Linked DNA regions of Mus musculus: all the other regions are linked to region 1. A link is a contact called in public HiChIP or PLAC-seq and promoter capture Hi-C data. All regions are on one chromosome and are shown on one strand. Each heading gives the region's core, a stretch centred on a gene start, on an enhancer-like site or on the middle of the called end of the contact. The rest is flanking DNA. Distances are from core to core; before and after follow the strand shown. Region 1 holds the start of Spocd1 (SPOC domain-containing protein 1). Region 2 holds the start of Kpna6 (karyopherin (importin) alpha 6). Region 3 holds the start of Fam167b (family with sequence similarity 167, member B). Region 4 holds the start of Tmem234 (transmembrane protein 234).

Region 1 (7,157 bases), core at 749-3,248:
GAGAAACAAGGAGTGACAAGGACACCTTAGAACAGGAGATGGCAGAGCCAAGGACACTCCAGTGCCCAAGCTGGAGCCTGGGACCCAAAGGTCACAGGGGATTCAGAGCTTAGCAGACAGCCCTGTGGCCGGCTGCTGAGCTGTAGGGAGTGTTCCTTGATAACACACAGAGCAAATAAGCAGGAGAGCAGGCGAGGCATGCACGGAGATTCTAGAAATATATACATTTGCACCTTTATTTCTTCCCAAGCTGGAAATTACGCTGAAATAAATAAGCTTTTAAGACAAACATTATCCTTGAGTTCCATACTTTAAAAAAAAAAGTATTTTTCGAATGCTTCTTAAAAAGTGGTTTTGAAATATCTAAAGCAGGAATTTAGACACATAAATCCACAATAGTAATGTGAGATTTAAAAATACCCCACGGACATGGGGTATTTTTAACACATGACTGATATTTAAAAATACCCACTGAGGGCCTGGAGATGTGGCTCAATGGGCAGAGTGGTTACCCACCATGCCCGAAACCCTAGCTCCATCCCTAGCATGGCATAAACCACTGTGGTAGTCCACACCTGTGATCCCAGCACCCTGGAAGTGAGAAGATTAAGGCTCCCATTGGTTACTTACTGATTTCTAGGCCAGTCTGAGATTCATGAGGCCAAATCAAATCAAAATTCATAAGAGAGAGAAAGCAATTGACATATTAATTAGATGAAAGATATTTTCAAATATTGCTTCCATTCTCCCATTCCAGTGTGCCTTCCTGCTCTCTTGGGAAGAGGTGAGGTGGAAGTGGCTTCCCAGAATCCCTTGCAACTGGTATTTTATTTGTTGTATCTATTTAATTCGGGGCAGGGTCTTATACACCCAGGCTGGCCTCTGAATTCAAAGGCAGAGGGTGGTGCTGGGCAGACTTCACATTTTACTTTGCTTCTCTCTCTCTCTCTCTCTCTCTCTCTCTCTCTCTCTCTCTCTCTCTCTCTCTCTCTCTGTCTCTCTCTCTTTCCCTTCCTTCTCCCTCCTCCTCCTATTTATTTATTTATTTATTTATTTATTTATTTATTTATTTATTTGTCGTTTTTTTTTTGAGACAGGGTTTCTCTTGTATAGCCCTGGCTGTTCTGGAACTCACTTTGTAGACGAGGCTGGCCTGGAACTCAGAAATCCGCTTGCCTCTGCCTCCCGAGTGCTGGGATTAAAGGTATGGGCCACCATGCCCAATACATTCAATTTTTAAAAATTAAAAAATATTCAAAAACTAAAAACTGGGTGGAGGGGGGAAAGAATAGTAAATAAAGTCACCACATGTGGGATCAATAACTAATTAATCATAAATTATAATATATATAATCAACAACTAATTATACTATTAACAATAAATATAAATAATTAATAGATTAATGGATTATTAAGTGCCATATCACTTGGTTTTTAAATTTTAAGAGCCAAGTGATATGTGCATGGGAGTGTCACCCATAGCTATGAAATCAGGCAAACAAAATCGACCACAAAGAAAAACCCCAAAGTTCCACAGAGTAGAGGGTTGAGAAATGAGAGGAAGTTTAAACTTTTCTATTTCTTGACGTTCTATTCGACTAGAAGGCACATGTGTGTCTAGATATATTGTATGCCAGACAATATTAAAATATCTAATTAGGAAAAATAATCAGATTTGAGTTTAACAATCCCCAGGGGTTTCAGACACCTCCTCCACTCTGTTTACAATCTTAGGCAGCTTTCGGCATCCGGGGGGTCTGCGATTCCTTTGCCCACGCACCCCGCACCCCGCCCGGTCGCGTGGAGGCAGAATGATTGGCACCTCCTCCCAGAAGCCCTCGGCAGGGAGCGAGCGCCTCCTGCTGGACAAGAACGCCAGCACCCCTAGGGAGCCGTTGCTGGGCACCACCAGGTCCTGCCTCCCACCCCTTGGATCCAGGACCATCTTCTCCGCATCACGTGCTTCTTCCCTCAACCCCCCCCCCCGGCCCCCCAGGAGTAGAAGGAGAAGGAGCTGTAGCAGCTCAGATGTAAGCGGTTGGAGCTTTAGGTCGGAGGTCCTAGTGCGTTCAGGGACTGGCTTGATTCAGAGTCCTGTTTATAGGAGTGGGGTATAGATAGGGCTGAGATTTCTGCTCCGTGTGGAGCTGGCTTTTGCATTTCTGGGAGAATCTCCTCTTTTCTGCTCTCTGTGTGCTTTTGGGCAGTCTCTGAACCAGCTAGGGTGAAGCGAGATACCTCATTTCACAGTGTCACTGATAAGTAGTGACTTTTACCCTTTTTCATTTAAGCAGAAAGCTTAAAGGGTAAAAAAGCTCTTGGGAAGCTCAGAGGAGTGGCCCTATCTGGATAGCTTCCCTTCTGCAGACTAGTGCGAGGAGTGGGGGTCGGGGGAGGGAGCATGTCTAGGAGGTGAGTTGGCAAGCCGGGGAGGACTACCCAGTCAGGCTTTCCCTGAGACCTCCCTCTTTTCCACATAGGCCTGTTGACAAGTTTTTAGCCAGGGCTGGTGGACAGAGGACATTGTCTAGGTTCCAGGACTCTCTGTGTGACTTCTTGGCTACTGGAAGCTCCAGAAGTCTTTGTGGTACATCACTGGACTTCCCAGATAGAGTACTGGTCTGTACAGAGGGGCCAGCAGGAATGGAAGAGGCCAGCAGCCCCAGCTTTAGACAAGCCACCACTGTCGAAGGAATGGTTTCCCCAGAGGATCCTACACTCAGCAAAGAGGGGCTCAGTGCAAAGGGCCCGCCCCCATCTCCAGTCCTGCCCCCTTTCCGAAGGAAATGCAGGAAGTGTGGAATCTGTCCCCAGGAGGAGGAAAAGTCAGGTTTTTCCCTGAGGTTTGGTCAAAGACCAGATGGGGACCCTCCCGAGTGTGCTTCTCCAGAGGCCTTTGCAGGTCCCCCAAGGCTTCTTTCTTCTAAGGACACTGAGCCTGGAGAGCCAGGTGGAAGTTGGGTGGAATGTGCTGTAGAAACCGAGGTTGAAAACATGCTCTTTTCTAAGGATGGGGTTGCGCCAGACAGCCTTGATCACCTTTTTGAATTCCCAGGGCTCTTTGGAGGCGAGCCCCTTAGTCTGGTCACCCAGGAGCCTCTTCAGAGTCCAGCACTGTACCCAGAGGTGCTGACTGAGGATTCTACAGATCAGCAGGAAGTACAGCCCGCGTTTGTGGTTGGCAGCCCTGGCACTCCACCTGACCCGGTGGGGCCAGAGGACAAGGCCCAGTCAGGGTCCAGGATGGAGCTGGAACAAGGACTTTCTGCCCCAGCCAATTCCTGTGCTAGCTCCCCAGAGCCCTTGGGTGGGCTCGATGGTGCACCCCTAGAGCAGAGAAGACCTACACATGTGAAGAAGCGGCCTTGGACAAGTCCAGATGACTCAAGCCAGGATCACGCAGAGGGAGCCAGTAAAAAGGATTTTCCCAGACTGGTAAGTTGAAGCTGATAGTTTAGGGTAGGATGGCTGGGTGTGGCACTTAACAGAAGTAAACTCCAGTGTCTCTTATTGAGCGTCTTCTCTCGGACTTGTTCTGTTTGGTTTGTTGGGGACTGAACCCAGGGCCTCACACACGCTAAACAGACACTCTATGACTAAACCGCATCCCCCAAGCCCCTTTTATTTTGATATGGGGTTCTCACTAAGTTGCCTAGGCTGGCTTTGAACTCACTGTAGCCTACAGTAGCTTTGAACTTTTGACTCTAGTGCTTCAGGTTCTCAGTCTCTGGGATTACAGGTGTGTGGCTTACTAAGCCCAGCTTCCCAGATTCTATACATTGAAATTCTAGAGTCAGGAAAGGAAAAAAATAAACGACATTACTGAGTTCCTGTGAGGGCCCATTATCTGTTAGAGGCAGCAAGTCCTGGGTTCAAATCCTGCTCTAGCCTACTTCCTGGAGGAATTGCCTCCCACTATTCTTTAATAACTTTTCTCTCATTCAATAAGATTAATAATATATATAATAAGCTGGGTAAGATGGCAAATGCCTTTGATTCCAGCATTCTGGAGGCAGAAGCAGGTCAAAGGTAGGTCTCTATGCATTTGCGGTCACCCTGGTCTACAAAGTGAGTTCCAGGCCAACCAGGACTACCTGGTGAGACCCTGTCTGAAATAAAAAGGATATACACACCCCTCTTTAATGGGATAATGAGATAGGACATAAAATAAAGTGTCTAGCTCAAGATGGGAGGTAAGTCACTCCACTTCCATTATGTTTGCTTTTTTTTTTTTTTTTTTTGGTTTTTCGAGACAGGGTTTCTCTGTATAGCCCTGGCTGTCCTGGAACTCACTTTGTAGACCAGGCTGGCCTCGAACTCAGAAATCCGCCTGCCTCTGCCACCTGAGTGATGTTTGCTTTTTTTATAGTGTTAGTAATAGTCCCTCAAGACAAGAATTAGCCCACTTTACCAGATGGGGAAACTGAGGCTCGGGGGAATTAACAGACCTCTCCAAGTTCACACAGGGATGGAGTCGGGGCTTCCATCCTTCCGTGTTCTCTCTTGTCACTGTTTCTCTCTGCATTCGTTGTCTGTTTAATTATGATATGAATTTTGTTAATAACCATATCTAATGTCTACAAGCCAGGGGTGGAAGATAGTACTTATTTTTCCCATATAACCGATTGCTTTTATATTTATTGAACGTGTATTATGTGCTAGATGCTTTTGATATAATTATATGAAGCAAAGAAAAGGAAGTGACAGTGGGAACCAAACCCAGGAAGTTTGTCTTGTGTGCTTGCGCATTCAATGTCATCGGCTAAGCTTGTTCAACATGCCAGGTGCTGAGTGTGTTATCTGAGATCTTTGTACAACTTCTGAGGTAAACACTGATGATATATACCCATTGCACTGATTTGGTCACAGAGGCTCCAAGAGATAAAATGACCAGTCAGGGTCAAAGAGCTCATTAGTAACACTGAGACAGGAGGCAATGAGCTGCCTATGTGTTTATCCTTGTTTGTAGGATAATTTTATCCCAACTCTGTGATATTATTCTTGCAAGCATCTATATTTTGGCTTTTGTCGAGATGGTAGGTCAAGGTCCAGGCTATTCTCAAACTTCCAATGTAGCCAAGTCTGGTCTGAATTTCTGACCCTCGACCCTTCAACTCCTGCATGGTGAGATTGCAAGCATGTGTCACTACACCTGACTCAAAACACTTGCTCTGCTTCGTTGTTGTTTATTATTCACTTTGCCTGTGTGTCTGTGTAGGAGTGTATGCCCGTGAGTGCAGGAGTCGGTGTAAGCCAGAAGGGGGCGCTGCATCCTGGAGCTGGAGTCACAGGTGGTTGTGAACTTTGAAGTGGGTGCTGGGAACCGAACTTGGGTTCTCTGGAAGAGCAAAAAACATGCTTAGTCTTTGAGCCATCTCTCCAGTCCCCCAACTAGTCATCTTTCATTTCAAAAGAATTTTAATTTGTCTTAGAAAATAAAGAGGAGCCAGGGGTGGTGGCGCACGCCTTTAATCCCGGCACTCTGGAGGTAGAGGCAGGCAGATCTCTGGTGAGTTCGAGGCCAGCCTGGTCTACAGAGTGAATTCCAGGATATCCAGGGTTACACATCTCAATAAACAAACAAAATAAACAAATAAACAAAAAAAAAAAACCCAAACCAAAACAACAACAAGAAAGCCGCTAAGGAGGATGAGCTGCAAACCCTGCACTCGGCAGCCCCCAGCACGACCTGAGTTCAGAACAGGCCTATCACGAATCTTTTTCCTACACTCATCTCGTCTTACCCCAAACTGGCATAATTGTATCCTATTTTATTTTGCCTTCTGATATTTAAAATATGTCCCAGTTAGGCTGAGACTTGGCTCAGTTGGCAGGGTGCTTATTCTACTATGTACAAAGCTCTGGCTTCACCACTGGGTAGTGTTGGTGGGGAAGTTGACCTGTTCAGCAGTAGTTCTTTGGGGGAGCAAGCTCCATCTTCTTTGGCAGCAGCAGTTCAGTCCTGTAGCAAACACCAAATACGACTCAGCAGCTGCAGACCAGTCCTCTAGACAGGCAGACAGCACACACGAACTGGCAGCTACAGACCAGTTCTCTCCGCAGGCCGACACCAGGCATGAACCAGCAGTTGTCGCTCAATCCTGAGGAACCGTTAGGCTCCCCAACTGGCCTCAGTGAGGCTGGGGGGGGGGGTTTGCAGGAACCTCATGAGCAGTTCTTGGGCAAGCTTCTCTCAATGGCTGCCTAGAGATGCATAGTGCATAGGGAGGCAGAACAAACCAAGCCAATGCTCAGTGCTCGTCTCCCACTGTCTGTGGGGTCATAGTTATACTCCTGCCTCCAGCGTCCTTTCCCCTGTGTCTGCTTCAGGAAAACATCCGTTCACATGTCTGCTTTAGCAAGACATTCTTTCACCTGTGTGCCCCAGCAAAACATCATTTGACACAACTAACTTTCCAAAGAAGCTAGATATTGCCACTTCAGAACCCAGAGCTGGAGAAATGGCTCAGCGGGTGAGAGGGGTCCTGCAAAAGCGAGATGCCCGAATAAGAAACTGAGCATGGACCAGGATGCCTGTGTCTCCTGAGTACTGTGGGGGATGGAGACAGGAGGCTCACCGGGGCTCGCTGGCGGCAGCCTGTCAGCCTACCTCCAGATTCAGTGAGAGACCTTGTTGTCTCAGAAAATAAGGTGGAGGTGATAGAGGGTGACATTTTGCCCCCTCCTCTGCACCTGCATGGATGCTCTCTCTCTCTCTCTCTCTCTCTCTCTCTCTCTCTCTCTCTCTCTCTCTCTCTCTCTCACACACACACACACACACACACACACACAAATGCATACTTTTTTGGTAGAGTAAGAAGCCCCGTGGATGCCTTTGAGACTGCCGTTCATTGGGAAGGAACACCGGTGTGAGCCTGTGCCCTTCAGGTTCCTTTCATGAGATTCTGTACGTGAACGTCTGCCATTGGCCTTTTCGTGTGTGAATAGGTTGTCAGACTGCGCAGCATGGTGTGGGGCTGCTTCGCCTTTTGGGCTCTGTACCATTTGAAGGTCTTTCCAGGTTGGCACACATGGTTCGGCAGAAGTTCTGCCTTTCCCGACCCTGCGTCAGAGCCGTGTCTAGCTGTCTTTGTCACGGCCGTGGGCACGTTGATGAGAGAATGAGCAAGGACTTCCTTTCCTCGTTTCCAGCCACT
Region 2 (7,025 bases), core at 3,373-5,872, 260 kb before region 1:
ATATAATAAATAAATAAATCTAAAACAAACAAACAAACAAACAAAACAAAACCTCTAAAACGTTTTTATTTGTATACGTCTGTACCTATACGTGCATGTGTGTGTGATCACAGATGCCTGCAGATGTAATGTAGTTACAGGCTGCTGTAACTGCTTGATGTGGGCGCTGGGAACTGAACTTAGATCCTGTACAGTAATAAATGCTCTTAACTACTGAGCCTTCTCTCTCTTTTTTTTAAACCTAGTTTGTTTGTTTGTTTGTTTTTAATTAATTTATTTATTATATGTAAGTACACTGTAGCTGTCTTCAGATGCACCTGAAGAGGGGGCATCAGATTACGGGTGGTTGTGAGCCACCATGTGGTTGCTGGGATTTGAACTCAGGACCTTCGGAAGAGCAGCCAGGTGCTCTTACCCACTGAGCCATCTCACCAGCCCCGTCTCTCTCTCTTTTTTTAAAGCTTTATTTATTTATTATATGTTAGTACACTGTAGCTGTCTTCAGACACTCTATAAGAGGGCATCAAATTTCATTAGGGATGGGTGTGAGCCACCATGTGGTTGCTGGGATTTGAACTCGGGACCTTCGGAAGAGCAGTCAGCACTCAGTTAAGCCCCTGAGCCTTCTCTTTAGTCCCAAAAATGTTGTAGTTTTTCAGCCAAGTGTGGTGGAGCCTGCCTGTAATTCTAGCTCAGAGGAAGCTGAGGTAGAAAGTTCCAGGTCACTGGTGCTATAGAGTAAGGTCCTGCTTCTAAAAAGCCCAAGACATCTGGGGGGGGGGGGAGGGAGAGGGAGAGGGAGAGGGAGAGAGAGAGAGAAGAAAAATGATATTTTTTCTGACTTTTTCAGCTGGAGAGATAGTTCAGTGCTTATAGCATTTGCAAAGCAGCTAGTTCAGTTCCCAACAACTATCTCAGCTCCAATTCCAGAGGATCTGATACCTTCTTCAGGCTTCCGTGGACAGCAAGCACACATGTGCTACATAGACATATATCCAAGCATTCTTACATGTACATAAAACAAATAAACCTTGTAGCTGTTGCAGAGATGGCTTAGTGGTTTAGAATAACTCTGAAAAAGACCTGGGTTTACTTCCAAATACTTACATTGCTGCTTAGAACTATCCAGACTTCAGGTCTGGGGGATCTGGAGTCCCCTGCTGGCCTCTGCAGGCATCAGCCACACAGTGTGCACACATGTACACACAGGCAAAACACTCAGTTTTTAAAAAAGGCTTCTTGTTTCTTTTTCAAGACAGCGTTTCTCTTTGTAGTCTTAGCTGTCCAGAATGAAACTCACTCTGTAGACCAGGCTGGCCTTGAACTCAGAGATCCACCTGCCTGTGCCTCTGAGTCCTGGGATTAAAGGTGTCAGACACCCTAGGTCTGCAGTTACAGTTGTGAATCAAACCCCAGTTTAAAGAGCAACTGGTGTCTTAACCACTAAGCATATCTCCAGTTCAATTTATTAAGTGTATGGAGGCAGAGGCAGGCAGATTTCTGAGTTCGAGGCCAGCCTGGTCTACAGCGTGAGTTTCAGGACAGCCAGGGCTACACAGAGAAACCCTGTCTAAAAAAAAACAACAAGAACAACAACAACAAACCACACTAAGAGCTTCTTCAGCTACACGTTCTCTAGACAAGTTCCGGCTTTATAATCCTATGCATTTCATCATAACCGCAATGTACTCTTCACAGAAAAGTTGTTATATGGTACATGACTATTCAAGACCATTCTATGATTTTGCCTGGGTTCAATACCCAGACAACTAAAAAACAACAACAAGAAAACAAAAGGGCTAGAGAGATGGCTCAGTGGTTAAGAGCACCAACTGCTCTTCCAGAGGTCCTGAGTTCAATTCCCAGCAACCACATGGGGGCTCACAACCATCTGTAATAGGATCTGATGCCCTCTTCTGGTGTGTCTGAAGACAGCTACAGTGTACTCATATATACACATAAAATAAAACTTTATAAATAATAAATAAATAACTCTTCCAGAAGCTCCAGAACCTTCAGATCTAGATCTAAGTAGCCTAAAATCAACATTGCCTAGGACAATGGATTACAACAAGGACTGGTTTGAAGTTTCACTAACCAAGACTCCCTGGATTTGGAGAGATAGTGGAAATTTTGTTAAGACAGCCAGTACCCACTAGAATTCATCAGGTCGAGGTCTTTGCTAGAGATGGTCAAGAATAGTTGCATCACCCGGGCAGTGGTGGCACACACCTTTAATCCCAGCACTTGGGAGGCAGAGGCAGGTGGATTTCTGAGTTCGAGGCTAGCCTGGTCTACAGAGTGAGTTCCAGGACAGCCAGGGCTACACAGAAACCCTGTCTCGAAAAACCAAAAAAAAAAAAAGTTGCATGGCCAACACAGGCAAACAGTATAAAGGATAGGTCCTGGAAGGGAACACAGGAGAGGCAGTGACATACACGGGCCTCTGGGAGGGAAGGCTGGCTCTATTATAACCAGTACCCAACGGGCCTAGATTGCTAGCCTTGCACTAGTTACCTATCTTCTCAAAGCATCAATTTACTGTTGCTAAAGGGATTCCTCAAACTACCGAGGACTACACACTGTGATTAAATATATCCTTATATTAGACTGGTCACTGAAGTTAGCTGAAAAGTCACCTACCTCTACATACTAAAAATTCTTTCATGTCTCATTCTTGCACTGAAGAACTTTTTTGTTTGCTTGTTTTGGTTTTTTGACACAGGGTTTCTCTGTGTTGCCCTGGCTGTCCTGGAACTCACTCTGTAGACCAGGCTGGCCTCAAACTCAGAAATCCGCCTGCCTCTGCTCCCCAAGTGCTGGGATTAAAGGCGTGCGCCACCACCCATCTAATGCCTTAAATCTTAGAGGCTGCTGTGAAGTAAAATGTGAAAGAATGTCGTTCCTGGCTGACTCTCATCAGCTATGTTAGCTCCTTCAAGCCTGTTTCTCAATCTCTAAAAAAACGTCTCACAGACGATGCCTTTCCCTCTAGGGCTCCAGTTACCTCCCAGAATCAATCTATACTTTCCAGAGGATCTGGAAGTGTAGAGTGCTTTAGGGAAAAGAACCGCTCGCTGTATTCAGGGTGGGAAGAATGCTGTTACATTGTTTGCAGAGTTCTTGCTAGGTTACACATACTCCCTTCCTAGAGATGTGAAGGCTCAGAAATGGAGGAACGTAGGGCTTGTTGCAGTGTGTTAGACGCCTTCTCTATGCACAGTTTTGTTTGAAAACTGGATGAGAGGTGGGAAGTGGCAGGCCAGATCTGATTCTGAAATCACTGGCAGAGAAAGTCTTTTCTGTTTCCTCAGAATTAGAGATTATAGCAAACTTTAGAAATGCACTACTCTTTACAATAGGCGGAGGTCAGCAATTCACTCTAAACTTTTCCACTTTCATTCAGACTAAAGATTTCAAACTGGACCCATATCAAAACACAACTTCCCAACTTTACGCAGGGTTAAAACTGTCCCCCCTCTCTCTCATCCCACCACTAGAGGGCCAGCCCATAAAAGGCACCAGTTAATTCCTAGGGCTCTGGAGTGATCACCCTGGTTTAATCACCGCGTGACCTTGGATAAGTTACTTTACCACTCTAAGCCTCAGTTTCCCCATCTGCAAAACAGGAATAACAGCAGCACCTATCCCACTAGATTGCAATTAGGTTAAACAAGACACGTTAAGCACTGACAATAACGTCTGCACGTACAGATTGGCAAATTTAAAGTTTTTCACTTTACTGATGCCAACAAATTACCAATACTGGTTTCACTTCTGAATTCGAAGACCATCATCGTATTCTTTTGAGCAACGGCTTTCGTATCCGGAATGCTCTTTAAAAAAGATCAACAGGTCTCTCTTTTTCTCCTAACCAGAGTTGGCCCAGAAACAGTAAGTCCCTGACCTGTCTGTGCCAAGAAGTCTTGGCTTTGGTCTCTCTACCACTGCGAAGGCTGTCACTGAGTCTAGCCGAACCACCCCATTCCTGCGCCGACTGGGACATTTTCCTGGCCTTCAAAGGCCCAAGCTCTGCTGGACCCGGCCGGCCCTTGGTTACCGGGCCGGAGCTGGCCTGCCCTGGGTCTCCTCTCCAGAGGACTCTACCCTCTACGTAGGCAGCTAGGACTTCACTTGGTTCAGAAGCCCGGCGTCCAAAAGCCCGAGGAAGCAGGCTCTCCGCGGCCAGGCCTGCTGCTGGAGCCCGGAGCCCGGCCCCCGGATCCACGGCAGGCGCAGGGCGAGAGGGCAGGGCTCTGCTTACCCCGGGAAGCGCGAGCTCTGACCCGAGGCCACCACGTGGGGACAGCCCAGGACGCTAGCAGTGCGGAACAAGCCCCCAGGGCTGCTCCCCGTGCGGGCGGCCCTACGCCAGCCCTAAACTGGCCCGAGGGGCGCTCCCGATCTGCCTTCTCCTCCCATGCCTCTCTGGATGCTTCCGACATCTGCTTCGGACGAGAGACAGGCCCTCGCCAGACCCCGCTCCCCGACACCTCGGCCCGAACACCCATCTCCTGAGCCGCTTCACTCACCCATCGCGGCTCCGCTCGCTCGGACTTGGCGGCGGCCGCAGCGGTAGCTTCAGCGGTAGCCTCGGCAGACAATATGGCGGACCTGCAGGACGGCGGCCTGACGGGGACAAACGTTTTATACCGTGCTAAAACGCGTTCTTAACCCTCACGCCCCCTTCCCTCCAAGGGATATCAGGATAGGGGCGGGCTTAAAGAGAACGCAGCCACTAAAGATGGCAATTAGGGATGGAATAGACAGCCGAGGCTGGAGGGAGACTAGAAGGAATATGTACAAAACAAAGTGTGTCAAACTCTCTGCCTCTGCTTCTGTCTCCCAAGTGCTGGAATTAAAGGCGTGCGCCACCACCGCCCGGTTGCCACAAGCACTTTAAACCACTGGGCCATCTCTCTGGTCCTTGCTGTCTGTGGTTTTAAAGGCAGAAGGGGCAGAACGATTGGACCTGGAGATCCAATCTCTTTCTGTTTTTATTTCTTCTTTATGGCGAGACCTTCTTTCCCAAAAATTCTTCATAATTAAGCCTGTATAGACCCTGAACTAAATAATTATTTTGAGAGAGGAAGTGATTCGTTCAAGGCTCCGGAGATAAGGAAAAGGAGTGGAGATTAAGCTGGGGTTTGAATATTGTTTTTGTTCATTTGAGACAGGATCTTTACTATGTATCTCTGGCTGGCCTGGACCTTTATAAATCAGAAAGACTTCAAACTCACAGCGATCCACCTATCTGCCTCCCAAGTGCTGAGGTAAAAGGCTCCCAGACCAGTTGTTTGTTTACGGGAGGCAGGGTTTCAGATATCCTAGACTTGAACTCTAGATTCTCCTTCTTCCACCTCCCCTCTGCTGAGGTTACAGGTGTGCGCTATCACACTAGAGGGAGTTTGTTTCTCCAGCAAAAGGGTGTGGTGGGGTAGGGGCAGAGCCCAGTAACCTTTTAATGACAGGGTCAGTTCTATATTGCTGACTAGTATGACCACCACCTTCCAGTGTCTGACTTATAGCTATTGAATGAATAAATGAACAAATAAACAAGCAAACAAATAAATAACAGGTCAATGAGCTCCCTTTTTTAGTGATGAGGACCTTGAAGCACGTGCCTTTTGAATCAAGGAATTTGGGGCTGATGCTTATTAACCTCCTTATTTTGCATGATAGCATTCCAGTCTTCCACATCAACACACAGAGCCGGGGTTACGTCCAATCTTGCCAATTCTAACCAAATGCCTGGCCGATAAAGTGAAACAACTCAAAAGTCAAATTCTATGACTTGAGGAAAAGGAATACTGTTATCACAATAATCAACCTCCTTATCTCACTTATCTCCAAAATCGTTCTGCCCCATCTGTCTTTAAAACCAGAGACAGCGGGGCTGGTGAGATGGCTCAGGGGGTAAGAGCACTAACTACTCTTCAAGAGGTCCTGAGTTCAAATCCCAGCAACCACATGGTGGCTCACAACCATCCGTAGTAACATATGATGCTCTCTTCTGGTGTCTAAAGCTACAATGTACTTACATATAATAAATAAATTCTTAAAAAACAAACAAACCACAGAAAGGACCAGAGATGGCCCAATAGTTGAAAGTGCTTGTGGCAGCCGGGCAGAGCAGAGGCAGGCGGATTTCTGAGTTCAAGGCCAGCCTGGTCTACAGAGTGAGTTCCAGGACAGCCAGGGCTACACAGAGAAACCTTGTCTCGAAAAAACAAAACAAAAACAAAACCAACCCTCCCCCCAAGAAACAACAAAAAACAACAAAAAGAAAAAGAAGAAAAGAGAAAGTGCCTTGGAATCCCTGGTGTACAGAGATCTCCAACTTCTGAAATTGCATGCTATCTTTGCTCATGTGCTATTAACCAAATGTACTACACACACAAAATAAATAAGCAAACAAACTAGCATTTCTCATCAGAAATGAGATCTGGGGCTGGTGAGATGGCTCAGTGGGTAAGAGCACCCAACTGCTCTTCCAAAGGTCTGGAGTTCAAATCCTAGCAACCACATGGTGGCTCAAAACCATCTGTAACGAGATCTGACTCCCTCTTCTGGTGTGTCTGAAGACAGCTACACTGTACTTACATATAATAAATAAATAAATCTTTAAAAAAAAAGAAGTGAGATCTGATGCCCTCTTCTGGTGTGTCTGAAGACAGCTAAACTTACATATAATAACTTACATATAATAAATAACACAAGGCCCTGGATTTAGTCCTGAGCTCTGGAAAGGAAACAAATATGAAAAAGACCAATACAAAAATCAACAGAAAGGTAACTAAATACATTGTATCGCTCTTCTTGTAGCAATTTCCCACTGCCTGCTCTCAGGAATTTTCTTCACTTTCAAGGGTCAGAAGCTGGCTCCTGACACACTGGAGTTAAGCAACCCTTTGGTGCTTCACTCTCACTCGGGTGGCTTTCCTCCTCATGCCCGCCTAGTGACCCCAGCAACCATAACTGTCATCTCGGAAGCACCGAGAGTTCCAACACGGTCCCTATTGTGC
Region 3 (7,483 bases), core at 2,570-5,069, 350 kb before region 1:
CATATATGCATACAGAGATACATAGATACATAGATGATAGAGATAGATACATAGATACATAGATAGATACATAGATACATAGGTAGATAGATACATACAAACATAGATACATACAGAGATACATAGATAGATACATAGATGATAGAGACAGATAGAAGATAGATAGATAGATAGATAGATAGATCGATAGATAGATAGATAGTAGATATAGATAGATAGTAGATAGATAATAGATAGATAGATAGATAGATAGATAGATAGATAGATAGATAGATAGATAGAATAACAGGCAGGGGACAGGACAGCACAGCAGAATGGTAATTCAAGTAGAGGCAAGGCCACACCCCTAATGGAGCGCATAGCCATAACCACGAGTTGCCTCCGGTAGAGGACCGAGCAAGCATACTGCACAGGTATCTGTGGCGGGCAGAGACATTCTGACATCAGCAGGAGTTTAAGAACTCCACAACAAGCTGCCAGCAGGCAAAAATGAGGATTGTGTCCCTCACAGGCAGAGGGCCAGGCCACCAGTGATGTGAGGAACCCCAAATGGCCCCTATCAGGGCCAAGAATGGGTCCTGACCTCACTGGAAAGAAAGTGTAAATGTGTCACCTCTTGAGCTACGCTGAGTGAGCAGGCAGGGGGAGGGGAGCCCACAGAGCATTGTTGGGGTTTGTGAGGTAGGAGCTGAAGCTGTGTGCACCTCAGCTGCAGAGGGAAGGGGGAACAGGAAATGGCGGGGGGGGGGGGGGGGAGGAAGTCTGAGTTGGAAAGTCAGACAAAGAGAGAAACACAGAAACAAAGGCTGAGAGTCACACAGAAGGAAAAAAAAAAAAACAACCCAACCCTGAGAATGACAGAGCCGGCAGATGTGTCTCCAGACCTGATATACCGCCCTGCTGTCCTCACTTAGAAACCTTAGCATTTTACAGCTCACCTCAGCTTCAGCACCCGCCTGGGGGGCACGGTGCTGACAAGCAGTGCATGAATTCTAAAGTGTGTGTTCTAAAGTAATGCATATCTAGCTGCCCGTGGAGCAAGAATTAGCAACTAGCTGGGTTTTTTTCTTTTTTCTTTTTTTTTTTTCATTTATTTATTTATTTATTTATTTATTTATTTATTTATTTATTTATTTATTTATTTATTATATGTAAGTACACTGTAGCTGTCCTCAGACACTCCAGAAGAGGGAGTCAGATCTCGTTACGAGATGGTTGTGAGCCACCATGTGGTTGCTGGGATTTGAACTCCTGACCTTCGGAAGAGCAGTCGGGTGCTCTTACCCACTGAGCCATCTCACCAGGCCCTGGGTTTTTTTCTTAATTTGTTTGTTTGCTTATTTTTGGATTTTTGGAGACAGGGTCTCTTTCTAGGTGGTCCTTACTGACCTAGAACTCGCTCTGTAGAGCAGACTGGCGTCAAGATCATAGAGATCTGTCTCATAGTGGCCTGATTTTCCCACTATGTGTCTAATAGAGTTAAATAGGGGAAGCCGGGCAGAGTGGTGCACACCTTTAACCCCAGCACTCCGGAGGCAAGTGAATCTCTGTGAGTTCAAGGCCAGTATGGGCTTCAGGACAGTCGGAGCTACCTAGTGAGACCCTGCATCAGGGAAAAAGAGAAAAAGAAAAGAAAAAAAAGAAAAACAGAAAAAGAAAAAAATAAATAAATAGCAGAGATGACACAGAACTACCACTTTCTGCTTTCTCCAAGTCTTCAATTTACCTAGACCACCTGTCATGAGAATGGCAGAAGATTTTAAGTTTGGGGGCTGGAGAAAAAAAGCCCGTTGCTGCTCACAGAGGACCTGAGTTCCGTAGGCAGCATCCACAACAGGCAGCTTACAACAGCTTGTGCCTCCAGCTCAGCTAATCCTTTTCTGGCCTCTCTGGTCACACACACAATCAAAAAACACAATGAATCTTCATCTTCATTTAAATTTTTCTCACTTTTGAATTTGATAAAGTTAGAGAAATAGATCGGGAGCTGTTGGGGACACCTGGTGCCATCTTGTCTCCTGTTGTGGAATCCCTAAAGTCCCAGTGACACAGGATGAATATACAACAACATTTATTTAGGCTCTGTGACAGTCTACAGAAACCTTGATGGGATTCAATGCATTTTTTATTAAGACATTTGGGGCCCGAGTTTCCTCTCCTCCTCCCCTCCATCCTGTGCTCTCTAAATTCAGCTTTTGGAAACCTAAGTGTGCCCACCTTCCCCAGCAGGTAGCCAGAGCCTCCGGGGTCCCTCTTCCTTCCTTCTTTCTCCCCAGATACTGCAAGAGACACCCAAGTCTGCTGTCAGCAGAGGGTGAAGCGTCTGGCACTGATGTTCATGCGCGTGAGTCCCAGATGCCGCAGCGGTGGGGCCAGAGGCAAGCCAGTCCCAGACTCTAACTCCATCTCCAGCTCAGCCTCATCCAGAAGCTCCTGGTGCAGGTGACAGACTTGGTCCACTTTCAGTCTGTGCAGCCGGGCCCGCAGCCTGAGCAGCTGCCCTGCCAGCTGCCGGTCCTGAGCCCGCATCTCCTGCTGTGACCAAAAGGGGGCGTAAATTTGCTAGATTAGCCTCCGGGCTCACCAGCCCAGCCGCCGGTCCATTTCTGGGAATACTCTTTGCATAGTCCAGCTCGCAATCCCCTTCTCACCTAACTTCATCCGCCTCGGTCTCGCAGATCTTTTTCCGGATGGGTGATTCTCAAGCCAAGCCAAGGAACCGTTAGTATGCAAATATAGACGTCTGGTACGCCATCACAAATTAACTGTGATGACCCGTTGAGCTGAACTGGACATCCTTATGTTTGCACATGGTGGGCTGACAGCTAATATTCAACTCTGCCCTCCTCAGATTATAACTGACAGCAGGGTCGGTTTCTGCTTTTTACTTGACTGTCTCTTCTCTTTAGGGCAGTGGTTCTCAGCCTTCCTAATGCTGGGACCCGTTAATACAGCTCATTTCCTCATGCTGTGATGACTCCCAAGCATAAAATTATTTTCATTGCTACTTTGTAACCGTAATCTTGCCACTGCTACGACTTTTAAATAATTTTAAATATAAATATCTGATATACTGGATATCTGATATGCAACCTGTCTAAAAGTGCTTTTGGATGCCCAAAGGGGTCGAGACCCACAGATTGAGAACCTGTGCTCTACGGTCTACTTCTCCAGATTTGGCTCTGCAAATAAGATAGCGAGCAACTGAATTCCTGGTTCCGTTGTCCTAGGGCACAGCACTGAGGAACTACTGTGGACATTGGTTTGTTCTCATCTCCTTCCAACCTCACAGATTTGGGCCTTTAGAGGGACTGGCTCAAAGACCCCATGCAAGTCCATCTAACCCACCAGACTCACCAGCTCCCGTCTGAGCCACTCAAGCGCAGAATCCATGGAGTCAAAGCCACAGATGGCCCCGGGTCCGACTGGCTCAGGTCTAGCTTGGGCTCTGTACCAAGCCCGGCTCTGGACTCTGGCAGTCCACTCGAGGTATGAGGGCCGTCGGGTCTGCAGTTGAAGCTTGGCAGTCAGGGCCTTCAGAGAATCTAAGCTCTCTTCCTCATCCTCCTCACCCTTCTCTCCCACTGCCTGGAATTTCAGCGGCCCTAGGGACATGGTAGGTCTGTGGTGACCAACGGGACAGTAAGGGAAAGGCTGGCTATTTGGCCGTGTGAGAAGTGAAAGAAGATGAGGTTGAAAAGAATGTGCCAAGAGTGTGTGCTGAATTGAGAAGGTGGGTGAGGGACGCTAAGTGTGCCAGGCTGAGTGAGCAGATGGGTATGTGAGGCTAAGTGTGCAAGAGATGGAATTTTCCTGGTTTGCTAACTAGGGGCCACGTGATGCCCATCCGGGTGGGGGCAGGAGGAGCCCTTCAGATGAATTTTATTGTCTTTGCCCAGATTCAGGTTCCTGGTTCCCAGAAAGGAAGTTGCAGCAGGATAAGAAAAGCATCGTCCACAGCCGGCTTGGCCCTCCTCCCAAGACCCAAGTCAGAGGAGTCAAGGGGAAGAGACAGCTGACTGGCTGGTGCTCTTTCCTCTTTACAGAGCTAGCCCTTCTGCAAGGCAATAGGGTCCAGCTGCCTAGCCTGGGAGTCAGGAGCCCTGGGCCCTGGTGCTACTTTGAGGGGACTTTAGGTAGCTCAGTCACTTCTTGAGCCTCTGTTGTGACAGGTCGGTGACACCAAGTCTTACTCCAACGGCCCTTAGGTTCTGTTGGCAATCACTGAAAAAGCTCTGACTGAAGGAGTTCATCTCATCTCTAATGATGGCCGGCCTAGAACAATGTGCAGGCTTACTATGTAGACCTATGTAGACCAGGATAAGCTTCAACAGAAATTTGCCTCTGCCTCTTTCTCTTCCTCTCTCCTCTTTTCTTTTCTGTTTTCTTTTTTTGAGAGAAGGTTTCTCTTTGTAGCTTTGGCTGGCTTGGAACTTGCTCTGTGGGCCAAGCTGGCTTCAAACTCACAGAGATCCGCCTGCCTCTGCTTCCTGAGTGCTGAGATTAAAGGTGTGTGCCACCACCACCCAGATGTTTCTCAGGTGTCTCTAAACCTCTGTATTGCTCTCAGCAACAAGAGCAGGGCTGGGATTCCGCTCAGTAGTAAAACCTTTCCTAGTGTGCTCAAGGGTTAGGGTTTGCACCAGCAATTAGGGAGAGAGTGGAGGGGTAGGGAAAGAGAGAGAGAGAGAGAGAGAGAGGGAGAGAGAGAGAGAGGAAGAAGGAGAAGAGCGGGGGGGGGGGATAGGGGACTTTCAGGATAGCATTTGAAATGTAAATGAAGAAAATATCTAATAAAAAATTGAAAGCCAGGCGTGGTGGCACACGCCTTTAGTCCCAGCACTAAAGGAGGCTGAGGCAGGTGGATTTCTGAGTTCAAGGCCAGCCTGGTCTACAAAGTGAGTTCCAGGACAGCCAGGGCTATGCAGAGAAATCCTGTCTTAAAAAAAAAAAAAGAAAAGAAAGAAGGAGAAGAGGAGGAAGAGGAGAAGGGGGAGGAGGGAGAGGAGGGAGAGGGGGAGGGGGAGGGGGAGGAGGAGAGAAGGAGAAGAGAAATAGAGCCAGCAGAGGAGCAGTGGCAGCCCAAGTGGAGTTTGCATTCTCTCCAGTGCTCCTTGACTCACAGGGGAGACAAAAAGCAACCAACCCAAAACCTAACGGGACCCAAGTGTGGTGACACAGCTGAAGTTTCTTCCAGGCAAACTTAAAGTCAGCCTGGAATACAGGAGACCATGACTCAAAAACAAAACAAACCAAGGAAGAGGAGGAGGGGGAGAAAGAGGAAAGGGAAGAAGAGAAGGAAGGGGAGGAAGCAGAGGAGGAGACAAAAACAGAAACGTACACATCTAAATATGTAGTTTGGTAAATTCTCCTGAATAGCCAATGAAACAGCACTAAGGTCAAATAGTGCTTCTCCATAAGGGGGTGCGGCCTGGATTGCCTCCTCTGCGGGATAGCAGTCTTTTGTTTCCAAGTGTGTGTGTGTGTGTGTATGTGTGTGTGTGTGTGTGTGTGTGTGTGTGTGTGTGTGTGTGTGTGTGTGTGTGTGCACGCGCGCTTGAGATCACAATTCTTTTCTCTTTTTAGGCAGAGTCTCACCCTGAGCTGACCCGGAACTTATCCTGTAGCACAAACTGGCTTCAACTTCACCCACCCCGCCTAGCACCACTTTCTACTTCCTGTCTTCCTCCCACCTACGGCAATGCAGGGGCAAACCCAGGGCAGAGCATGCTCAGAAGGGTCTTACTGACTGGCTCCCCCAGCCCTACTCTCTGTTCTGGCAGCATAAGCGAACTTTGCCGTTTTGTATATTTTCCAGTGTTCCTCCATCTCTGGCATGTGTTCAGAGTCACCTGGAAAGCCTGCTAAAACAGATGGCTTCCCCTGCCACCAGTTTCAGATTCGGTATGAGTCTATGAGGCGGACACTAATCTGCATGTCTGTCAAATCCCCATCTTGGGGGCTGGTGAGATGGCTCATCAGGTAAGAGCACCCGACTGCTCTTCTGAAGGTCCTGAGTTCAAATCCCGACAACCACATGGTGGCTCACAACCATCTGTAACGAGATCTGACTCCCTCTTCTGGTGTGTCTGAAGACAGCTACAGTGTACTTACATATAATAAAAAATAAATAAATCTTAAAAAAAAAAATCCCATCTTGAAGGTTTCCCTAGTCTGGAATTTCATAGCCTGTTCTCTTTTTGGGTTTGCTTTTAGACAGGGTCTCCCTGTGCAGCCAAGGCTGCCTCAAGCTCTCCAAGCCTCCTCAGGGTCGGACATGCAGGCGAGAGGCACAAAACCCAGCTACAGAGTGTTCTGTTTCATGCTTGGCTGCTCTCAGAGAGCAGCTTCAGATTTATACCTGCCGAGCTGAGCCATCTTCCCAGCCCCCCCCATCACTCTTACTCTCTTCCCGCCCTCCATCGAGTCCTCTCCCACCCTGACATGTCCTATATAGGAGTAGGACTTGATTCTGCTACATAAGACCCTATTGTGTATATTTACCACATTTCCTTCATCTGTTTGTCTCTTGATGATGAACCTCTAGGATGGATCCATACCTTGACCAAGTGCAGCAATAAACATATACAGTATATACAGTGTGGATGTGACCGCTCTAAGGAGAGGTTGAGGGAAGGTTCTTACTGAAATACAAGGGAAAGGACACCCAGAGGCATCTGAAAAAGTCCAGAGCAGGGAAAGAAACACGGCCAGCAGAGTGGACCAGGCCATGGGGTGGTGGTGAGGGAGACAGGAGGTCCAAGAGAGGAAGACAAAAGACAACAAGACAGCACACAGCTGGAGAAATCTGAGATGCGGTGGGTGAGTGTGAGGAGAGCCAGGATGCCAGCGTGGACTCTGTAAGAGGTATTCTCTGTGCTAAGGGAGCCTAGAGGCTAGCATGCATTTTGGTGTGCTAATAGGCACCGAAGTTAGCCATCTCTTTAGGACCTGACAATTGTGCATCAGAAGGGATGGAAGTTCAGCTGTCTGTGTGGTCTGCTGACTTAGAATCTCAAGATAGCATAACTAGCTAACAATGGTGGTTGTTTTTAGGTTGTTTTGTTTTGTTGGTTTTTTGAGACAGGGTTTCTCTGTGTAGCCCTGGCTGTCCTGGAACTCACTTTGTAGACCAGGCTGGCCTCGAACTCAGAAATCCACCTGCCTCTGCCTCTGAGTGGGATTAAAGGCCCACCATGCCCTGCTTTAGTTTAGTATATGAGTACACTGTAGCTGTACAGATGGTTGTGAGCCTTAGATTCCTGGAAGCTGGAGTTACAGAAGGTAATTAAATAGGCCCCATGTGATGATGGGAATCCAACCCAGGTAAGCTGCAATATGTGCCCTTAACTGCTGAGCAGTCTCTTCAGCCCCCACTGCTATCTTCTTGATGCTAGCCATTCTAGGAGAGATGGAATCTCAGTGTACTGTGTGTGCATGTCTTCCTCAATGACTTGCCTCACAGGAGTAGGAGACTATAATG
Region 4 (6,933 bases), core at 3,849-6,348, 330 kb before region 1:
GAGTCCTGCTAATGAGGCTCTAAGCACAGTGGGTTCCACGCTAAGTCTCCCCTCAGACTCCATGCCTCCCGAGTGTCCCAGAACAGAAACAGACATAAGACCCTCCCCTTCTGTCCACTCCTCTGCTCAGGTCCTGCTCAAACACACCAGCCCCTGCTTTTCCCTCTTCATCAAACTCCTCAGTGTGCCAAGTTTAACTAAGCAAGGTCGCTCTTAAGAACTTACTCCCAGATGGGTACTGGTATCCCACAACTTTAGTCCCAGCACTTGGGAGACAGAGGCAGGCGGTTTTCTGAGTTCGAGGCCAGCCTGGTCTACAGAGTGAGTTCCAGGCCAGAGCTACACAGAGAAACCCTGTCTCTAAATAAATAAATAAATAAACAAATAAATAACAAAAACACAAAACAAAAATCTTAAGCCTCGACTGGAGAGATGGCTCAGTGACTAAGAACATAGGCTGTTCTTACGGAGGATGCAGATTTAATCTGCTGCACCCACAGGTGGCTCACCGCTTTCTGTAACTCCAGTCAGATCTGACGCCATGGGCACTATACATACATTGTACACAAGATCCACATGTAGGCTAAACACACATATACATGTAAAATTAAAGAAAAAAAAAAAGAGACCTTGTGCTGGAGAGACAGTGTAGCAGCTCACAGCGCTGGCTGCTCTGCTGGACGTCCTGCATTCCATTCCCAGCCCCCACAGGCAGCTTCCAGCTGTCTATAACTGTGGTCCTATGGGAGCCAAAGCCCTCTTCTGATTTGCTCATGTACACGCAGACAAGACATCCATATACATAAAATATACAAATCTTAAAATAACTTAATTCTAATTAATAAAAACTTAGTTGGTGGTTTTTGCTTTTATTTTATACATATATTTTTTGGATTTTCAGGGAGGGTTTCTCTGTGTAGATCTTCCTGCCTTGGCCTCTCTAGTGCTGGGATGAGGTGTGTGCCGTTACCCAGCTTGTCCTAGCTCCTGGACACTACTTGCTTTCATCCCTGCTCTTTGTTGCCCAGGTAAGCTCCAGCTCAAGGGACATTCACCTTGAGAAAGGCAACTCATCTCCACTCCAGGACGTCCACTGCCCCTTCTGGCCTTCCTTGAACATGGCTTTTTATCTTTTTACCATGGCCTCTTTCCCCCAGTTAAGTTCCTTGCTGTTCTGTTTGTTGATTCTTACTCTCTAGACTGGAGACCATCTGTGAACTTATCTCTAGTTCTCTAGAATACATTTGCCTAGACAGGGACTTTTGCTAAGAAAGTGAGTGGCCCAGGCTTACCTGTTTCACAGTCCCAGAGACGACAGCTGTTGTCAGCTGAGCCAGTAAGGACATGCTTGGTGTCCCCTGGGGAAGGTGTTAAGAAACATGACTAGGGCTGGAGAGACGCTCAGTGGTTAGAGCACTGGCTGCTCTTCTAGGGGACTTGGGTTAGAATCCCAGCCCCTACATGGTGGTTCCCAACTCCAGTTCCAGGGGGATCCAATGGCCACTTGTGGCTTCCAAAGGCACTAGGCACACCTACACATACCAGGCAAATCACTCCTAGACACAGAATGACTAGGGCTGGGGAGACAGTCCAATGGGTAAAATGGTCTGTGTGCAAATCTGAGGACCTCAGTCCAGATCGCCGACACCCACATAGAGACTCTGGTGTGGCTGTAATTCCAGTGTTGAGAGATGAAGACAGGAAATTCAGTGACTGGCTGGCCAAGTCTAGCCAATCAGGGAGCTACAGACTCAGTGAAAAGTTGTTTTGTTTTTGTCTCAAAGAACAAGTTGTAGGGGGCTGGAGAGATGGCTCAGGGGTTAAGAGCAAGGACTGTTCTTCCAAAGGTCCTGAGTTCAAATCCCAGCAACCACATGGTGGCTCACAACCATCCGAAATGAGATCAGATGCCCTCTTCTGGGGTGTCTGAAGACAGCAACAGTGTACTTACAGATAATAAATAAAAATAAAAAACAAAAAAACAACAACAAGTTAGAACCAGGCGGTGTTGATGTATGTCTTTGATCCTACGCTTGGGAAGCAGAGACAGGTGGATCTCTTTTTTTTTTTTTTTTTTTTTGGTGTGTGTGGGGGGGTGGGTGTTGGTTTTTCAAGACAGGGTTTCTCTGTATAGCCCTGGCTGTTCTGGAACTTACTTTGTAGACCAGGCTGGCCTCGAACTCAGAAATCTGCCTGCCTCTGCCTCCCGAGTGCTGGGATCAAAGGCATGCGTCACCACGCCCAGCCAGGTGGATCTCTTAAGGCCTACCTGGTCTGCAGAGAGTTCCAAGACAGCCAACGCTACCATAGTGAGACAATGTCTTGAAAACCAAAAAACAGGGGCTGGAGAGATGGCTCAGTAGTTAAGAGCACTGACTGTTCTTCCAGAGGTCCTGAGTTCAAATCCTAGCAACCACATGGTGGCTCACAACCATCTGTAATGGGATCTGATGTCCTCTTCTGGTGTGTCTGAAGATAGTTACTGTGTACTCACACATATAAAATAAATAAACCTTAAAAAAATTTAAAAAGAAAAAAAAAGAAAACCAAAAACCAAACCAAAAACCCCTAAACAAACAAACAAACAAACAAACAAAGCTGGAGAGATGGCTCAGTCGTTAGAGCAATGGCTGCTCTTCCAGAAGACCCAGTTAGGTTCCTAGCACCCACATAGTAGCTCGCAACCATTTATAACTCCTGTCCTAAGGGATCTGCGGCCTTCTGTCATTTAAAGGAAAATGGCTAGCAAAGTACACACAAGGTACACAGACACATATGCAGCAAAACACCCATACAAATAAAACCAATCTTTAAGCTGGGCAGTAGTGGCGCATGCCTCTAATCCCAGCACTCAGGAGGCAGAGACCAGCCTGGTCTACAGAGTGACAGTCCAGGACAGCCAGGGCTATAAAGAGAAACCCTGTCTTGAAAAACAAACAAAAAAAAAAAAAAAAAAAAAACCCAAAAACCAAAAAACACCAAAACCAAAACCCCTAATCTTTAGGGAAAAGAAAAATGATAAAAAAGATTAAAAAAAAAAAAAAAGGTTGAAGAACAACTTAAGACCTGATGCCTCCATTTGTCCCTACTCCTGTGCACACAGATTCACCACGCACATATATACAAATAAGAATACATAGTCCACCTAGTCCATATCTTCTTGGAAGCCATCAGAGCATCTCCCAGGTCAGTCCCAAAGAGACTTTCTCACTTTTACCTCAGAGTGCCCTGACCTCTGAATTCCCAAACTTGAACCTGTCCTAGTTTCCCACAGGATGAAGTAGCTGGGAGTAGGGAGTGTTATTCTCTAGACCGCCACAACATGCCAAAGCCAGTATCTCCAAGGCTGGCTAACCCATGGCCAAAAGGATACAGTCAGCATCCACGCACCACACAGCTCCAGTGTGGCCCATGTAGGTGCCTAGCCTCTCCCCATTGACAGAGTACCACACGTTGACGATCTGGAAAGAGTAAAATGATAGGATGGTCACATCCCAAAATAATCAATAGCTTAGCTTGCACTACAAACCCTCTGCAGGCTCTAGCCAAGCCAGGTTTGCCTTCTGCTCATTTACCAGTGAAGAGCTGATAGGACCGCCCAGCTCCTGGGTTCTCCTCCTTTCCTAACATAAGCTGTAGAAGAGCCAGGCCTCCAATAGCATCCTCATGTGCTTTTGTCTGGAGTCAGAAGAGGTAAAGGCCAACCTGAGTTGCAGTGTGAAAAAAAACCTTTCGGGTCCTGTTCAATTGACTCCGGATGACAGTAAGGATGTATGGGCTCCACTGCTTTGTCACTAGCTCACTGTGTGATCTTAAATACAGAGCTCCCTTCCTTTAAATGGCTAGGAGAGCTGAAGAGAAGGCTCAGAGCTTAAAGAGCACTGGCTGCTCCTCCAGATGACTTGGGTTTGATTCCCAACACCCACATGATGGCTTACAACAATCTGTATCTGCAGTTCCAGGAGATTTGATATCCTCTTCTGGCCTTCACAGGCACCAGGCACTCACATGCTATGTAGACATACAATGCAGCAAAGCACCCATACACATAAAATAAACAAAATCATTACACACACATACATTAAAAAAAAAAAATGACTGGGAGGGGCTGTGTGTGGTAGCACACACTTGTATTCCCAAGACCAGGAGGCTGAGGCAGGAGGATGGAGAGGTGTGCTGGCCACCATGGACAGATACCCCACTCTTGTCAACAGCTTTCTTCAAAGGGCAGCTGTGAAGCTCCAATGAAACCATGTCTATGAAACTTAAAATAAGTGACTTACATGCATCGGGTACAGTGCAAAACGATTTACAGAAATGACCTCACTCTGCTGAGGGAGCTAATTAAAGTCTCCATGTTTTATTAAAAGGGAAAACTGTGGTTTATAGAAAAGGTAAATGTCATGTTCAAAGTCACACTGCTTAGTAGGAGCAGGAGTTAGGGCTCAGATCTCAAGCTCCGACTTAACTCTCCACTGTTAACTATCAGTTTATTGCCTCCAATGCAAATGCCTCAAAAGACAATCCCCAAAGGAAACAAAGTGGGATTGAACAGACCACTTGATTCTGTCCTGTCCTGTCCCTGGGCTCCCTTCCAGTCTCCTGATTCTCTTCTCCCTGGCTAGGTACCCTTCCCTTCCAGATTTCCCTGGCGGAATGCTGTCGCCAACCTACCGCGGTATGGGGTTGGTTTTCCCTACTTATCAGAAAAATTTCCCTCCCGCAGGCAGTAAACCTTGTCCACCCGCAGTCCGGGCGGCGCGAACTCGCCCCCTCCGGGCCCCCCGCCCCGGACCCCCGGCCGCCCGCCCTCACGCAGTCGCTCACAGGGTCTTTGGCCACGGTGAAGAGAAGGTCTCCTTCGCGGTTATACTTGATCTGCGTGATGGACCGCTCATGGCCCTGCAGCAGGATGGGTTTCTGTGGGGACAGAACCGGGGTGTCAGTGCCGGGAACCCCGTCCCATGCCTACTGAGGCCCCCCGACGGCAGCACGCCGCGCCTGGAACTCACCATCCTGGCGGTGACGCGAGGAGAGAGGCAATGTGAGTGGGACCGGAAAAAGACTAGGGACGACTTCCGGATGCGGGGGCTCCGCCCTCTCGCTCCCGGAAGTAGAAGGGCCTGGCGTTTTCATGGCGGCGTCCTGGGGTGGGTAGCCGGGCCCCCCACCTCCGCGGGCTCCGACTCTGGCTCGGGAGCTCTGTTCTCAGTCTCCTGGCATCCCCGAGCCTCAGGAATGCTGAGCCACGCACCCTGGTCTCACTTCGGCCGCCCTCTGGGCGGGTCCTCCCGACCGATCACAGCCCGGCGGGAAGAGGGAGGGAGGGAGATGGAGCCGGGCAGCAGGGTGCAGGAGGCCGGAGGAGGACCCGGGTGACTTTCTGACCCTTTGCTTTCAGGGCAGGTGCTTGCTCTGGTGCTGGTGGCCGCACTGTGGGGTGGCACGCAGCCGCTGCTGAAGCGAGCCTCCTCCGGCCTGGAGCAAGTGCGTGAGCGGACGTGGGCCTGGCAGCTGTTGCAGGAGATAAAGGCTCTCTTCGGGAATACTGAGGTGCGTCTAGCTCTCACGGACGAGCCCCTGAAAATTTCACCATAGGTCGGCCGTATTCCCAGCCCATCTCTTACTCACTAGAAGTTCCTGGAAGAGTCATTTATCCTCTGTGAGTCTGTTTCGTCAAAAAAATGGAAAATTTAATGATAACCCTTGTATAGGGCTGATATAAGAACTCAAGTAAGACACATAAAACACTTAGCATTGGGCCTAGTACAGGGTACATGTTCAATCAATGACTATTTTTGCTTATTGTTTGTTTTTGGAGACAGGGTTTCTCTGTGTATCCCTGGCTACCCTGAACTCACTAGCCTCGAATTCAGAGATCAGCCTGCATCTGACTCCTGAGTGCTGGGATTAAAGGCGCCACCACTGCCAGGCTCCAGGACTACTCTTAAGGTCATCATCACCAAGTTGAGCTTTCTTTCGGCTCAACTTGCCCTGGGGTAGAACATAAGGAAAGCTATCGAGAACTGCCCATGGCTGCCTATGTAAGCTAGCTAGATATGCCCTACTCTGAGGGTTAGGGGGAAGGAGAGAGGTACTATATTTATAGTACTGTGTGAATTCTGTACAGAGAGATGAAGCTGGAGGACATGGAGTGGGCTACTTAGAAGGGGTAACACTGTCACTCAAGGCCTTATACCAGCAGGGACGATGGGAACTGGCCATGACGAGGGAGAGGGCATTTAAGGCAATAGAGTACATTGAATGCGTTTCTCTGTTTGCTCTAAGGGGTCTTCAAACACATGAGCGGTCCCTGAGCATTTGTAACCATGCCAACCCCCGTGGGAAGGTGCAAGCCAGAACAGGGACTCTCGAACTGGGTAACAACTGGCAAGGGGTCTGACACCAGATATCCTGCATATCAGATACTTACGTGACAGTCCATAACTGTAGTAAAATTACAGTTGTGAAGTGGCAATGAAAATAATTTTATGGTTGGGGGGTCCCCACAACATGAGGAACTGGATTAAAGGGTCGCAGCATTAGGAAGGTTGAGAACTGGGAAAGCCGTTGCACACGCAGGCAGCCCCTGACAGGTCTCTCCTCTTTCTAGTACCTGATGCCCTTTCTCCTCAATCAGAGTGGATCCCTTCTCTACTACTTGACTTTGGCATCAACAGGTGGGTCTCTGGCTCGGGTCTTCTCTGGGGTGGACGCCATATTTTACGAAGGGAACCTGAAAGACCTTGCACCTGTCAATGAGGCAGAGCACCGGTTTCTGGTCCTTCTGTGGGTCACAGGGCCAGTGAGGCGAGTCAGTGTGCAGCGGCGGCGGCAGCAGGAGGCTCATTGTGGTCTCCTAAGTGGTGATGTCCTTTATCATCTGGGAGGAGGGGGTTTTCCTGATACGTTTGCTGTGTGTTTGATGGTTGT

What was found. Promoter capture Hi-C pulls out the DNA fragments that hold promoters and counts their contacts. HiChIP or PLAC-seq counts read pairs in DNA pulled down with a chosen protein or histone mark. Capture Hi-C pulls out chosen DNA fragments and counts their contacts.
Region 2: a promoter capture Hi-C map of adipose tissue shows a contact between it and region 1. The contact joins the promoter of Kpna6 here to the promoter of Spocd1 in region 1. A contact is called at or near these places in 7 of 39 promoter capture datasets (the C10 cell line, cranial neural crest, embryonic stem cells and 3 more), 3 of 484 Hi-C or Micro-C datasets (bone marrow-derived macrophages, cerebral cortex and embryonic stem cells), 19 of 115 datasets of contacts at active chromatin or transcription factors (the 230-238 cell line, CD4 T cells, T-cell acute lymphoblastic leukemia and 11 more) and 4 of 9 other capture datasets (adipose tissue, embryonic stem cells, liver and 1 more).
Region 3: a contact with region 1 is called in a promoter capture Hi-C map of pre-B cells, with 2.8 times the contacts expected there. The contact joins the promoter of Fam167b here to the promoter of Spocd1 in region 1. A contact is called at or near these places in 4 of 39 promoter capture datasets (fetal liver, hematopoietic stem and progenitor cells, liver and 1 more) and 1 of 484 Hi-C or Micro-C datasets (uterus).
Region 4: an H3K4me3 HiChIP or PLAC-seq map of pro-B cells shows a contact between it and region 1, with 4 times the contacts expected there. The contact joins the promoter of Tmem234 here to the promoter of Spocd1 in region 1. A contact is called at or near these places in 1 of 39 promoter capture datasets (neural stem cells), 1 of 484 Hi-C or Micro-C datasets (CD8 T cells) and 2 of 115 datasets of contacts at active chromatin or transcription factors (pancreatic cancer cells and pro-B cells).

What each region holds. Positions count from the first base shown.
Region 1 is chr4:129,926,769-129,933,925 of GRCm38.p6, forward strand. It overlaps Spocd1 (SPOC domain-containing protein 1), which reads left to right and starts at 1,999. Exons shown (of 15, transcript XM_017320505.1): 1 at 1,999-2,030; 2 at 2,481-3,435. The coding sequence starts at 2,029.
Region 2 is chr4:129,668,145-129,675,169 of GRCm38.p6, forward strand. Kpna6 (karyopherin (importin) alpha 6) reads right to left here and starts at 4,623. Exons shown (of 14, transcript NM_008468.4): 1 at 4,533-4,623. The coding sequence starts at 4,536.
Region 3 is chr4:129,574,761-129,582,243 of GRCm38.p6, forward strand. It overlaps Fam167b (family with sequence similarity 167, member B), which reads right to left and starts at 3,820. Exons shown (of 2, transcript NM_182783.2): 1 at 3,358-3,820; 2 at 2,055-2,535. The coding sequence starts at 3,615. The coding sequence ends at 2,305.
Region 4 is chr4:129,595,582-129,602,514 of GRCm38.p6, forward strand. It overlaps Tmem234 (transmembrane protein 234), which reads left to right and starts at 5,099. Exons shown (of 5, transcript NM_029748.3): 1 at 5,099-5,150; 2 at 5,402-5,553; 3 at 6,614-6,680. The coding sequence starts at 5,135. Eif3i (eukaryotic translation initiation factor 3, subunit I) reads right to left here and starts at 5,067. Exons shown (of 11, transcript NM_018799.2): 1 at 5,013-5,067; 2 at 4,828-4,920; 3 at 3,374-3,461; 4 at 1,293-1,358. The coding sequence starts at 5,015.